2 separate regions of the Scatophagus argus genome follow, and region 1 is linked to region 2. A link is a contact called in public Hi-C data. All regions are on one chromosome and are shown on one strand. Each heading gives the region's core, a stretch centred on a gene start, on an enhancer-like site or on the middle of the called end of the contact. The rest is flanking DNA. Distances are from core to core; before and after follow the strand shown. Region 1 holds the start of LOC124074738 (schlafen-like protein 1). Region 2 holds the start of ctps1a (CTP synthase 1).

Region 1 (6,809 bases), core at 842-3,341, 140 kb before region 2:
GTTGAGGATTTTGTCATTGTTATTTTCTGGGACAGATAGCTTTTGCTTCAGGTTTTTAGCATAATAGTGCTTGACTTAGAACCACTTTCATAGGATTTTCATTTTAAAAAGTCAGCCGGAGTTCAATTTTAAATCAACTCATGCAGCTAATGTTAGCTTAGCAGCTAATACAATCTATCAGCAAAATATACAAATAAAAGGCAAGGTTTACTGTCTTAATCTGAAATGATGCTGTTTCAACAATTCCTTAAAACGCGCCTATGTGCTGTGTGAGAACAGAAAGACTGACAAGTGAAGCAATGGTCAAACAAGTAATTGAGAAAATTATTAACAAACAAACTAATAAAGAAAATAGTCATTAGTTGCACATCTATCACAAATTTACAGAAATAAGAAAAAGTGAGCAGGACCAGATAACTACCATTCAGAACACAAAGGTCATGTCCTCGCTGTCATGTTTGGGACGTCACTGGGTTTTAAAGACCTGAGGAGGAGTTTACATTCACCAGCACATGCACATTTCCCTTGTTTTAAGAGTCTGGTTGGCAACTTTTAGGATTTGAATTTATAAAACTAAAACTCAGCAGTAGGCAGTCTTCCCGAGGAGGTTCCTGTCTCAAACATATGAATTTACCCATGATTTCATTCACTATAAATCATTCCATGTAAAGAATAAATATGATGTAATCAGAGCTCTTATTGTCACCATGTTCACATCCACTGCAGACAGCTCCACCAACAAAACCAATCCTCACATATGGAAGATTTGGCTTGAAATCCTGTTTTCATGAATACACAAAATTGACATGAAATCATTTGATGTAATCCATTTCTGCCCTCCAGCAACTCTTTGCTGCACTGTCTCCGCTGAATTGTTTCCATTTTGAAATCCAGTTTCATGTTAATGTTACAATTACTGATGGTAATGTTCTCATTATATATTGAGGTGCATGGAAACCATTGCCATGTTCCATGTTTCAGAGAGCCATTGTTTCAGGCATCATCAGACTGTCACTGCGTACACCTAACATTATATTATCAACCTGGTCCTGACTGCTGTGAGGCTGAAGCAGCATAGGGCTTCTCCTCAATGAGGTCACTGGATGAGTTTGCATGTGTTGACCTCAGATTCAGGACATCATCACAACCAGAGGGAAACATGGCTCTTTATTTAGAGCAACACTGACCTCAAGTGGCAGCAGCAACTCATTAAAACACTCTTCCAAATTGTTCTCATGATATTATGCCCTGATTATGCTTATGATGCTTTTATGGTAGTTTATAAGGTAGAGAAAGCACCATTGCAGGTGAAGTGTTACAGATGCACATCAGACTATTTCTGCTCAGTGTTTTGCTTCATTTCCTCAGTGAATGAAAATTATGCGTGTGTGCATTCCACTATTTAGTCAGTAAATAGCATGGAAAAAGAGATGAACGTCAATAAATGACATTAAACTCTATTTGTGTGCAAATAAGACTCAGGGTGCCTGGCTGCATTAACCTGCCCAGGATGCCCTGAGGCAAAGATGAAATGAGGGCCACTATTGAACCCTTTCATTTAACTATATGTGCCTTGTGTATACAAGCAATCATCAAGTATTGCCCACACAGTAGACCACACATGATATCCTAATCACAAAATGTGATTAGGATATCATGTGTGGATCGTGAGTCGCAGAAAAGAACACACAAATGCAAACACAAGTTATAAGGACTATGGACCACTTAAACTCTTGCAAATGATCTGATACAGGACTTAAAACTAGAACTTTGCAAAAGTACTGTATATTTTGGACTCAGCAATAATAGGACAGTCAGATAAAGAAGGCCACCTTAATCCCTGTGATTTGTTTACACAGACTTGATTTCTTCAGCATTTGGTGTCCAACAGAAGCACTCTGTCTCCCACAAACTGTGATTAAAATGATTGAGTCTTTTAAGAAGGTCCAGGAGGAGGCCAAACAGAACATTATTTCTTTAAGGTCCTTGTCATTTTCAGTTGAGACAAAAAGGACATTGTGGGGATTTCAGATGAGAATTCCATTCTGGAAGGCATAATAATCTGGAATGCTATTGTAGGTTCTCAGTGTTGTACTGTACACCACAGTTTCAGCAGGCACTTTCAAAGGTCTGACCGGTCGACTCACAGCAGTGGCACAGGAAAAGGTAAGAGGCTCGGTTCACTGCTGTATATTTATACACACTCATGAGCTTTGTCATTATCAGTACAGTGGCAGCACTGCTCCTTCGCCATGCCTCATGGCTTTGATTGATCATTGTTTTGATCAGCCTTGACTTTGTGATTTATCAAGTCTCCTCGTGTTCATTTATCTATTTAGCACACTGACGCCCTCTTATTATCATTTCACACTCTGCATCTTAGGCTGAAACATACACAATAAACTTCCAAACAACTTATTGTGTGCAAAACCTCACATGGAAAGTTCATAACTTTCTCAATTATTGTTTTGTTACAATATCAAACAGTTCTTTGTATTTTACAGCAAAGTGCATGATGGTCAAAAGCAAAACAACTGGAAAGAGAGAGTGGAATAGGAGGGAGAAGATCCCAGGTGCAAGGTGGGATTCCTCCGCCATGGCAGATGTCATGTCACCCAAAAGGTACCACAATGATCTGAAGCAGCCATCTTCGGCCCCACATCCATCCACATCAGCTGATGTGAGGACCACTCAGCAACGATCATACCAATCTAAAGTTTCCACTCACCACTCACTTCGCTCCACCATCACCAGTCCAAGAAAGAAATGTAAAAAGAGTGGATACAATTTTTCCTGGAGGAGGGAACGTGTGTATAAGAAAGGCATAAACAGTCAGTCCAGAGTGAGGTCCAAAAATATGAAGCAGTGGACACCCTCCAGATATTCAACCTCCAGCTGTGAATCAGTCCAGGGAACACCAGTTCAGGTGAGCTCAGCAGTGATCATGACATTATCTTGGTTGGAATCCCGGTCTGGGGCTTCTGTATGGAGTTTGCATGTTCTCCCTGTGCAAATTTTCTCCGGGTACTCTGGCTTCCTCCCACAACCCCAAAAACATGCACATTAGGTGAATTAATTAATCACCCCTAGATGTGAGTGTGAGAGTGTGTGGTGGTCTGTCTTTGTGTGTCAGCCCTGCGACTGATTGGCGACCAGTCCAGGGTGTACCCCGCCTCTCGCCTGTAGTCAGCTGGGATAGGCTCCAGCTCCTCTTGACCCTGATGGATAAGCGGTATAGAAAATGGATGGATGGATGGACTACTGAATGACTGATACATTAGCAGGCCAACATTATCACCTGTACCACAGATATGTCACAATGTCACGGCTTTGTCATTATAAGCGCACAGGCAAAAACGTAAAGATGGAAACAAAAATGTTTTGCTGGATACATTCGTCATGTTGTTAAACATCCTGTCATATTATATGATTATATTATACGGTTTTTCAACCGTACTCAACGTCATTTTCTTTGAATCCTCTTATCATAATGTTAGCTTTGTCTCGGCGCTGAGGCAGAGCTGAACAGATGAGAAATATCTTCCGCTGCCATGTCATATCTATGGGTCATCTTATTTGCAATAGTAGCGAACAATTTCATTGCATAGGAAATTTATGGAATGATAATGACAATGAGAATTCCCTGCGTCTTATACACATTTTAATGTTGTTAAGAATACTATTCTCAAGTATTAATATTGGTTTTGGCCTCAAAAATCCATTGTTTGTACCAATGTCAGAGATTACTAATATTAATGACACTGTGAGGTGATGACATCAAGCCTATTGTTTGTGGTCTGAACCACAATATATCCTCTGACCTAATCTCGCTGATGCAGTGTGTTCTGCTCCCTATCACACCCAGTTTATCAGCGGAGCCGACATCCCCAGCCGCCAGTGGGTCTACTATCATTCTTACATTGGCAATGAGACACGCAGCATCGAGTTCAAAAAAGGTGGAGGTGAGATACAACAAATTTACAGTTAACAACATAAATACTGTTAAATATCACTTTGGGTGGTCAGTAGTTGTTTTTTTTTTTTAATATGATTATTGGTTTTCATAGCCAATAGCCATTTTCAAAACTGTTCTTGACTTGTCAACATTCCAAAGTGCATGCATTAGGCTACATCAGCCTCAAGTTTCTGTGTGGATGGACTAAACCCAAACTGACCCAGACAGACTTGGACTTTAACTTAAAGGAAAAGTGTGACATTTTAATAAATATGCTTATAATACTGAACCAAAACCACAACATTTTTCCTGATCAAATTGCTTTTGTTGCCTAAATCTCAGAACTCATAATTTACACCCTGGGCTCATGTGCCAGTCCTACCCTTTTATGCACCGACCATCCACACAGACCATCCCAATCCAGGCAGCGATTATGTTTTCCTTCAAACTTTATCGACAAACTTTTCAACTTTTATCAACAAACTTACAATAAATGCATTCAACCAAGTGGATGCAACCCAAGAATTGTAAGAATAATGCAAGTACGTGAACCTCATCAAATATGCTGCTGAACAAATGATATGTTTAAGCAATAAAAATAATAATAAGAGACAGAAATAAAGTTTTTTATGGGCTAAGGTGCAGTCTGACTGGATGAATTTTCAGTCTCTGAGGATGTGTTGAGTTTCTGCTGTCTTAATGTCAATGGGGAGCTTGTTCCACTTCATGAAGTGGCAAACAGTTGTGATTTACTGTTTCATACTGTCATATGTTTACACTTCTGAATTATTCGCATTTTATATGTATTTACAGCTGCATTTTTTAGGTGAGATGACTTGTGATACTGTGTTTCTAACAAAACTGAAGCACTGTGTGACTGTAACCACTCTCTGAAACATATGAAGTCAATCTAATTTACAAATGTGTCTCATGTCTTTCACTTCCTTCAGTGTATTATTTGCAGAGGTTTTTGAGCAAAGATATTTGCATCTATGGCTGTGCCTTCCTGAACAGCGGGGGAGGGAGTTTGCTAGTCGGAGTATCGGACAATGGGATTGTTTGCGGTGTGCACATTAGCCATAAAAATGAGGACAACACCCGCCTGCTTGTAGACAGGATTGTGAAAAGATTCAAACCTCCTCTCCTCCCCTACAACTACAACCTGCAATTCCTGCCTGTGGTAAAGCCTGGGGAGGAGGGGCACCACCTCAAGTTGCTGTGCCTCACCTTCAGAGCTCCTCCAACCTGCATTGAACCAACCCTCTTTCAGATTGAGGGGAGGGTATACATGAGACTAGATGGGAGTGTGCAGGGGCCTTTAAGTATCTCTGTTAGCCTAGAGTGGTACAGACAGGTGAGAAGTCTATTATTAAGCTAGTACTTCTCGTCATTATAAAAATGCATGTGTATATCTAAATCAATGTGTGATGCTGTGTGTGTTCCAGATGTGGACTGCTAAAATGCAGCAGTTGGAGCAGAGTGCGCATGAAGCAATTTCTGAGATCTTCTCCTTAAACAGGCAGGTCCGCTGGCTAATCCAATTCCTCACAAAACAGTGTGAGAGTGTTGCATCACAACAGCCACAGATGAACACTGCAAGGCAAAGCTCATCAGCCAGTGGTTCCCTGTCTCGAGTGGAAACTCCAGATGCCAGGCCAACTCACAACACAGGAGTTCTAGATCTGGCAGTGGAATCAGAACACCACCAGATGTGAATTTGTCTGGCTGTGAGGTTTGGCTGTAATGCACCCAATAGCAAAATAAACTAAACAACAACAACAAAATCTAAGCTGCACTTATCAATATATTTGTATCAACAATGGAGAAAATGCCTGTAATGTGAAAGGTGTTGCTCATCATGAAGAACCCTCAGAGAACTATATCCAGCCTTTTAACCTCTTTTAGCTTATTGTTTTGGCTTATCTCATTTGTTTCGAGCAGCAGGCAGCTGTTCTCAGATTCACTCCATATGTCTACATATGGATGGTAATTTGAAAACAACACACTATCATTATTTATTCAGTATTTCTGTTTTTATCTGTCTTCAACAACACACATATTAGACCCTTGTGGGTTAAACATCTGATGAAAGAGAATAATTCATGGGAGAGTCCAGTACAGATTTGTATTTTTGATCTTTGAGGTAAACTGTCACTTTAATGATTTCAGAAAGGTTAATGTGAGAAATGCTGAGGTACAGAAACAAGTCAAACAGGGGCTGATGCCATGTCATTGGCTGTAGGTGGAGAGTGAATACTGGACTTTGTGATAGTGGATAGCTGGGAATATTAGTGCATTAGCAAGCTAGAGTATTATATAATTTGCAGGAGTGAGAAAAAATACTGGACTTGTATTTGTTGTTTGGTCAGGAGTGTCAGGGAAAATAGTTTGTTATAAAGTTTGTCATAAAAACTCATGAAAGTGAAAATATGTCAGACAGCTTTTAACTTGTTTGCTAACCCAAGTGGCAAGACAGACAATTAATTGGACACAAACTGTATGACACAAATTGGAGAAAGAACATTTAGTCACTAATATGGGTCAATCTAAAAACAAAACAAAACACAACATCCTACATTTCCCATGATGCATCTCAGTGGTGTCTTTAGTTAGACCTTCCTTAAATCTATGTCACCATTTTGTAACAAATGTATCTGAGCCCAGTCTGAGATAACACTGAAAGGTTAAAGTGACATAATTTGGGATGCTTTTATAGAAACTACAAAGGTTCCACTGAGCCACAGAATGCATTATAAAACTAAATAGAGCAGCCTGTGACTGGTAAATTGACTGTGACATGGAAGATTGGTTGAGTGCCCCTGGAAAGTGCAAGTAAAAGCAGACAGGAAGCTCA
Region 2 (6,249 bases), core at 2,913-5,412:
GGGCTTTTCAAATTAAATTCTTGGATTCAGAGGTGGATGATACAGATGAACACTAGTACCATTACATTAACAAGCCTTCTGGATATATTGGTCTAAATGGAGAGAGACTGAGAGCAGGAAAAGAGTCTGTGTGCATGGCGGCGACTTCATCACCATGGTGTAAGACATTGTAATCTGCCCATCCCCCTTCACGGCGTTGCTGCACTCCTCTCTGGGATCACACACTCACAGGGGAAGGCAGTCTTCAGCACTTAGCTGGTTTAGCATGATGTTTAACCCCCACATTATTGCCAAAGCTTTAGTAAGACAGGCCTACATTTTTCACACTGGATAAGTGGGATAAGGCTTATACCACGCACAACAAATTTGACGAATTAGCACCATCAATGGACTGGTCTCCTGGTCAAAATCTGTTACTTTCATCCCTTTCATGTTTGAGATTTTCTTCTTTTAACATGATTATAGCATAGGAAATCATCAGTGTAATCTGTCTCATCTAATCTCTAGAAATACATATGATTGTGGAGTCTGGAGACAAGGGACAAGAATTTGGCATTGGAAGTGTTCTGGTTTCCATTTGTAGTCCGTTTGTAGTCTGAGTGGAATGGACCAATCAAATTTCATAAGGCTTTGGCTGCATGCAGGTAAACAGCCTGTGTGGAGAACAAATGCCCCACCATCTCTTTTGCAAAGACAATGGAATGGCTTTCCATTCTTGAGCCCAGCAACAATACGAAAAAGAAAACTCCTTATAAAGAATGATTACTGATTACTACGTCTGCTACTATTCCTCCTCCACTACCACTAATAATAATAATAATAATAGTTATAAACCGACTAGTATTTGTGGCGCTAACTAGTGAGGGTAGAAACATTTCGATAAATCACACAGATACTGAACACTGAAAGTTTTTGAACATCATCACCTTCAAAGTAGTTTTCCAAAAGATCGATTTTCAGTGACCTAAACCGCGGTTTGCATGTAGACGAAAGGCCAAAACGCATAGAAACATACATTCCAAGAAATACTCTAGTACAATCACAGTTACATTACATTAGTCAATATGCTTAACTGACATTCGCATTATATGACAAGCGGCGTGAGTCGTTTAATTTGGCGGCTAGTCTTTATTTTGTTTGTCTCGGCAATGCCCCTGAGGAGGGTGCCACGCTCGCAGCTGACCTGAAACATGCCATCCTGGACAAGATGGAATCTAACTACAGTAATAATGTCACCTACAAGATGATGCCCAAAGTAATGCTGCTTGAACCAAGATACTGAGAACAGAAAGATGTAAGCGTATAAAGACAAAAAGCCCTTTGGCAAACTGTTCAAGGTATGTTACTATTTTAAAGCAGCTATAAATATTTCTAGAATCAGGCATCAGTGTGAAAACAACGTGACAATGTGAAAGGGCTTGATTATAGTGATGAACCTACAGAAATGTATGAGCTAAATCTAGTGCTAACCTCTGCTTTATGGAGTGTTATGTTGAGTTTCAGCTCCTTGTTTAGCTGTTTGACTGCAACTCTACACTTTTGGTTCACTCTAAACGCTCTCATCGCATCATTTCTGGTCGCAGCAGGCAGCCGTTTTCAGAGAAACTCACAGAAACTGCTTGCTACCGAACAGCAGAATGACGCAGTTAGAGACTAGTCAGTGGACAAAGAATATGGCATCTAACAGAGCTGAAAAAGAGTATTAGTAACTTACAATTGTCAGATGGCCAGAACAACTCCAGATGAAGTTTAATGTTGCGCCATAACTGTTAATGTGTAATTAAGCAGCTTTTTGCTAACACATTTGCTTTATCAACTAAAGAATATCAATTTTATGTTTACAATTTGTTTCTACTGTGCCCAAGAGGTAAATGTCTGCAATAAGATTGATATGAAAGGTATAGCTGAAGTCAGGGTATGTGTATCAGCATAAAGACTAGAAAACAGGGGAAACACAGGTCTGTTGAAAGTTAAAGCATTTGCAGATCAACATGTTTAAAGCTTGCTGACGCCGTTATCTTTTTTCTTTACAAAGAGAAACTTCAGGAAACTGCATTTGGTCCCTGTTGCTGTTGTTCACTAAGAAAAACACCCTAGCACCCTGGTAACTAGCCAGCTGTTTTCATGACTTACCTTCATGCAACAAATCTCCTCTACCTTGAGGAATAAAAAACAAATAAAATTTCCCGACATGCTGAATTGTGCCTTTAAAATGTGCAAAGGAACACAGGCGCAGGTGTGTCAAAACATTAACAGGACAAGCTGAGTCTGTAAGAATATATGTTTCCATCAAATTAATGACCATCTCAGACTGACCTGCCTCCCTGCCTGCTCCTTCTGTTAGCCTCCATCTCTAATAGGAGGAAATGGCTTGCAGTGAGGAAAGGATCCAGCCCTTCTGTGGGAGTTTAATTCAATCACAGCTCTGGTCAAAAATGAATTAAAACTCTCATTAAACCCCCCTCCTGTGTTCCAGAGACTAAGCTGGCTGCTAAGGCTCACAAGTAGAGATTTGGGTGTTACATAGAAGCATCAGTCAGCTCTGCAGCTATCTGTCTGTGAGTCAGCCATCAGTCACTAACTCCATCATTTTGTTATTTTAATTTGCAGTGCTTGTACTCACCCACACAGTGAGCCCAATGAACCCTGTTGCAGATGATCCAAACAACAGTTGGCTATGTGGACATCTTGTTGTTTAATCTGAATCAGTCACTGAATCAGTCAATCAGTTTGACAAAATTTAGACCACAGTGCTCCCTGCCTGGACTTCATATCTCACTGAACACAATGAGGATATTGCACTGTGATCCACATCACAAGACCATTGACCTTTCCACGGTACAGTGTAACTAACCACTTTGGACTGTGGCCAATCATTATATGGAGCAGAGCAGCACAAAGTGTTGTGTTGTGTCAACGCGAGAAAGAGGAACCTGTGTGTTGTAACCCCACAGGAAAACATTTCTGTACTTCTAACCATTCTAACATAGTGTTTCTGCTGCAGGATCAATTCAGTTTTGCTCTGTCACTTCATAGAGCAGCAGACATTATCACTGGAGTCACACTGATGCATTGTTACATCTATTGTCAGGGAAAAATGGCTGTGACAGTAGCATTTAAGGTTATTCTGTTCAATGACTTATTAATGTATTCTAGTCACTCTCTGCGGTTTCTGGAAAATAAAAGATGTGAACATTTGGGCATCACACAGATAAAATGTGCAAAACTTGTGACATGTGGACTCTGCTTCTTGGAAATAAGATATGAACAATGCAGGGTGCTTTAAACTAAATAATCTAATGGTGATAAAAACCTAATCTGTAAAGCTAAACCAAACATTTAGTATTCATTATTGGTGAAAGGCCTTTCAACACGAGGAAACTGCAACTTTTTTCTTTTTTTCTTTCCTTTTTTTTTATCTTTTCCAGCCTGAGTCTTGAAACATGAAACACGAGCGCCCCCTGCTGTTTCAAATGAAAATGTGCTGCATTCAGGTGCTCACAATAAGAAAACTGACGGGGAAAGTAGTATACATGAGGAATTTGTTGTGATAATCGAGATATATGTAAACAGCGGTGGAGAGAAATTAGGTTCATGACAGTAGGATTTACACCCATTGAAGAACAAGTGTGGTACAGTTTTTAACATAAGTGTACCTTTCTAGTATATTCATTTTATGCTACCTTATACTTCTGTCCCACTACAATTTAGAAGCAAATCCTGATAAGTGTATTTCATTATACTTTGAAAGCTTATAACTACAATAGTTATGAGTGACTTTAAGCATGACGATTTTAGATGCAAAATACATGATTACTTGTGTACACAAGGCACGGTTCATTATACTGCCCAATGGTATATCACGCAGGTAAAATTATCTTTGCTTCAGCTTAAAGTATTGATTACATGTTTATAATACTGCATTAACGTTGCTCTTATGTAACATATTATATATGTAATGTATGTTACGTCATACGTATATGTACGTATATGTAAAAAAAAAATATTTTTTATTTCATATCCCAACTTTTCTGTAAGATTATTAATGTCACCGGACTATATCATTATGAATACTTCAAGTGACGTAAAAACACGAGAGCAATGTTCCCACGTGGGTAATAGCAGTTTACGAGGTATACCTAAAGGCAGCACCGTCTTGTAAGCATCGATTGTAATGAATGAGGTACTGCAGCCCGAATCGTGGTCCATACACGTGTCGAGTCAGTTTGAGGATAGAAGGGTTTGTAGAGGAAACACTCAAAGGCTGTAGCGTTCCTATTTAGATTGAAATTTCGTCTCTCTTGTGAACTGTTTTCGTTGTCGATTATTTGTTTGGAGGGACTGCTCTTGCTGAAGAATATTTTGGTGAGTTGAAATTTGATGCTGTTGACGGAGGCTGTTGACTAGCTAGAAAACTATTAAGTTACATGTTGTGCAGAATAAATAAGACTGTACTTCCGGCTAATGAAAGTAAGAATAAAATTCTGTTAGAAACGATATGGGCCGCAGTGTTATCAGTGTAATATCTCGTGCCGACTGATAAACATTTATTTCAGCAGTAGTCTTGTAGCTCAAATTGTTGTCAATAACGTGGCTGTTTTGCTTCCACCTTTTTCATATAAAGGTAAAGCACAGCTACTTTCACTTTTATTTTGAATGCAGTGTCGGTAGTCCTGGCCACATGTAAGTTAGTGAGCTTGATGCAGTCATTAGAAAAGGATAACATCTTAGCTATTATTTGTATTTTAACACAGTAAATGAAATAAATCAGCCGTGGTGCTCTGTTTCTCGACCGTTAAATGTGTCCGTCTGCCATTGCAGACACTAACAGAAGCCTTGGTTTTGAGTGTCTGATACTAGTTGTCGTACACTGATACTACGCCTGTTAGCTAAAAGCTAATTGTGCTGGCGGGTTTCATTTTTGAGTCGTTGACTTTTTGGGAGGTGGTAACCGGGACGGGCGGTGCACTTACTTGTAGTTTCTCAGTGAAAAGGAATCGGTAATTTCCCACCCACTCGACTCATACGGAGTGTGTAACCGAGCGTTTCCCATGTGCCATGCGTTACATGGTGAACCTACTATGTTGGAAAAGACTTGGAGCTTGCAGCTGTACACGTAGTTTTGAAATATGGTCATCTTTAAGTTTTTGTCATGTTCATAAACCACTAGCTATACGCGTTTATCGTTTATCTGCGTCCCTGTTAATTACTTCGTCAACAGGCACTGGGATCCACGTTGTAGAGCAAAGACATTGAGGTTTCTCCGTTGTTTTGGTTAGCTTAACAGCCGCATTGTCTTTAACACACCTGTACTGTTAATGTGAGCTGTAACACATATTTCTGTCAGATATCTGAATCGTGAGTAGACCAAGCAGTTTGAGAAGAGTCAAACTGCTTGGTAAAACATTAATTTCTGTTCAGGCTGCTTCTACTCTACATACATTTTTGAATGTGTACTTTGTTGTGTTGTATAATAAGCAGTCCCTTTTTTACTTTATCCACACTTTTCCTCTTCAGTGCTCCACTGCAGTCTTTGCTATCTTTTAAACTTGTGTTTTAAGTTTTGTGTCCTTTGATATTGTATAGTTGGGATGTATGTTTACTTACAGTGGAGCCAAACAAACAATTTTCTGAACACACAAAACAATGTTTATGATGGTTTTTAATCCTTTGAATGAATGGTGTTTAATAGTCTATGGTATGATTTTAATCAGTCATCTATTTCCAGAAAGAGCACAATGATGAAATACATCCTGGTAACTGGAGGAGTCATCTCTGGTATTGGCAAAGGCATTATTGCTAGCAGTGTGGGCACAATCCTGAAATCATGCGGCCTGCATGTAACTGCCATCAAGATCGACCCTTACATCAACATAGATGCGGGCACATTTTCACCCTATGAGCATGGTATGTCGGAGAAAATTGTCATTGGACTTATTTCATAACTAAACAGCCACATATTGTGTGTTTGTGTTACAAATGTGTCATGGCCGCTCTGTACAGGGGAAGTGTTCGTGCTGGATGATGGGGGTGAAGTGGACTTGGACCTTGGGAACTACGAACGCTTCCTCGACATCCGTCTGACCAGAGACAACAACCTGACCACCGGCAAGATCTATCAGTCAGTCATCAACAAAGAGAGGAGGGGAGACTACCTGGGCAAGACTGTGCAGGGTAAGCAACCACTGTGTATGTTTGGAGGAGGGTGCCATGCTGAAGAGAAATGGTTAGCCAAGAATGATTTTGTCT

Evidence for each region. A called contact is a pair of places that touch in the nucleus more often than the background predicts.
Region 1: a Hi-C map of muscle shows a contact between it and region 2, with 4 times the contacts expected there. The contact joins the promoter of LOC124074738 here to the promoter of ctps1a in region 2. A contact is called at or near these places in 2 of 2 Hi-C or Micro-C datasets (both in muscle).

Annotation. Positions count from the first base shown.
Region 1 is chr17:19,168,280-19,175,088 of fScaArg1.pri, reverse strand. It overlaps LOC124074738 (schlafen-like protein 1), which reads left to right and starts at 2,091. Exons shown (of 5, transcript XM_046417953.1): 1 at 2,091-2,166; 2 at 2,505-2,926; 3 at 3,866-3,962; 4 at 4,906-5,309; 5 at 5,401-5,729. The coding sequence starts at 2,513. The coding sequence ends at 5,670.
Region 2 is chr17:19,028,840-19,035,088 of fScaArg1.pri, reverse strand. ctps1a (CTP synthase 1) reads left to right here and starts at 4,162. Exons shown (of 18, transcript XM_046417272.1): 1 at 4,162-4,183; 2 at 5,729-5,907; 3 at 6,004-6,174. The coding sequence starts at 4,179.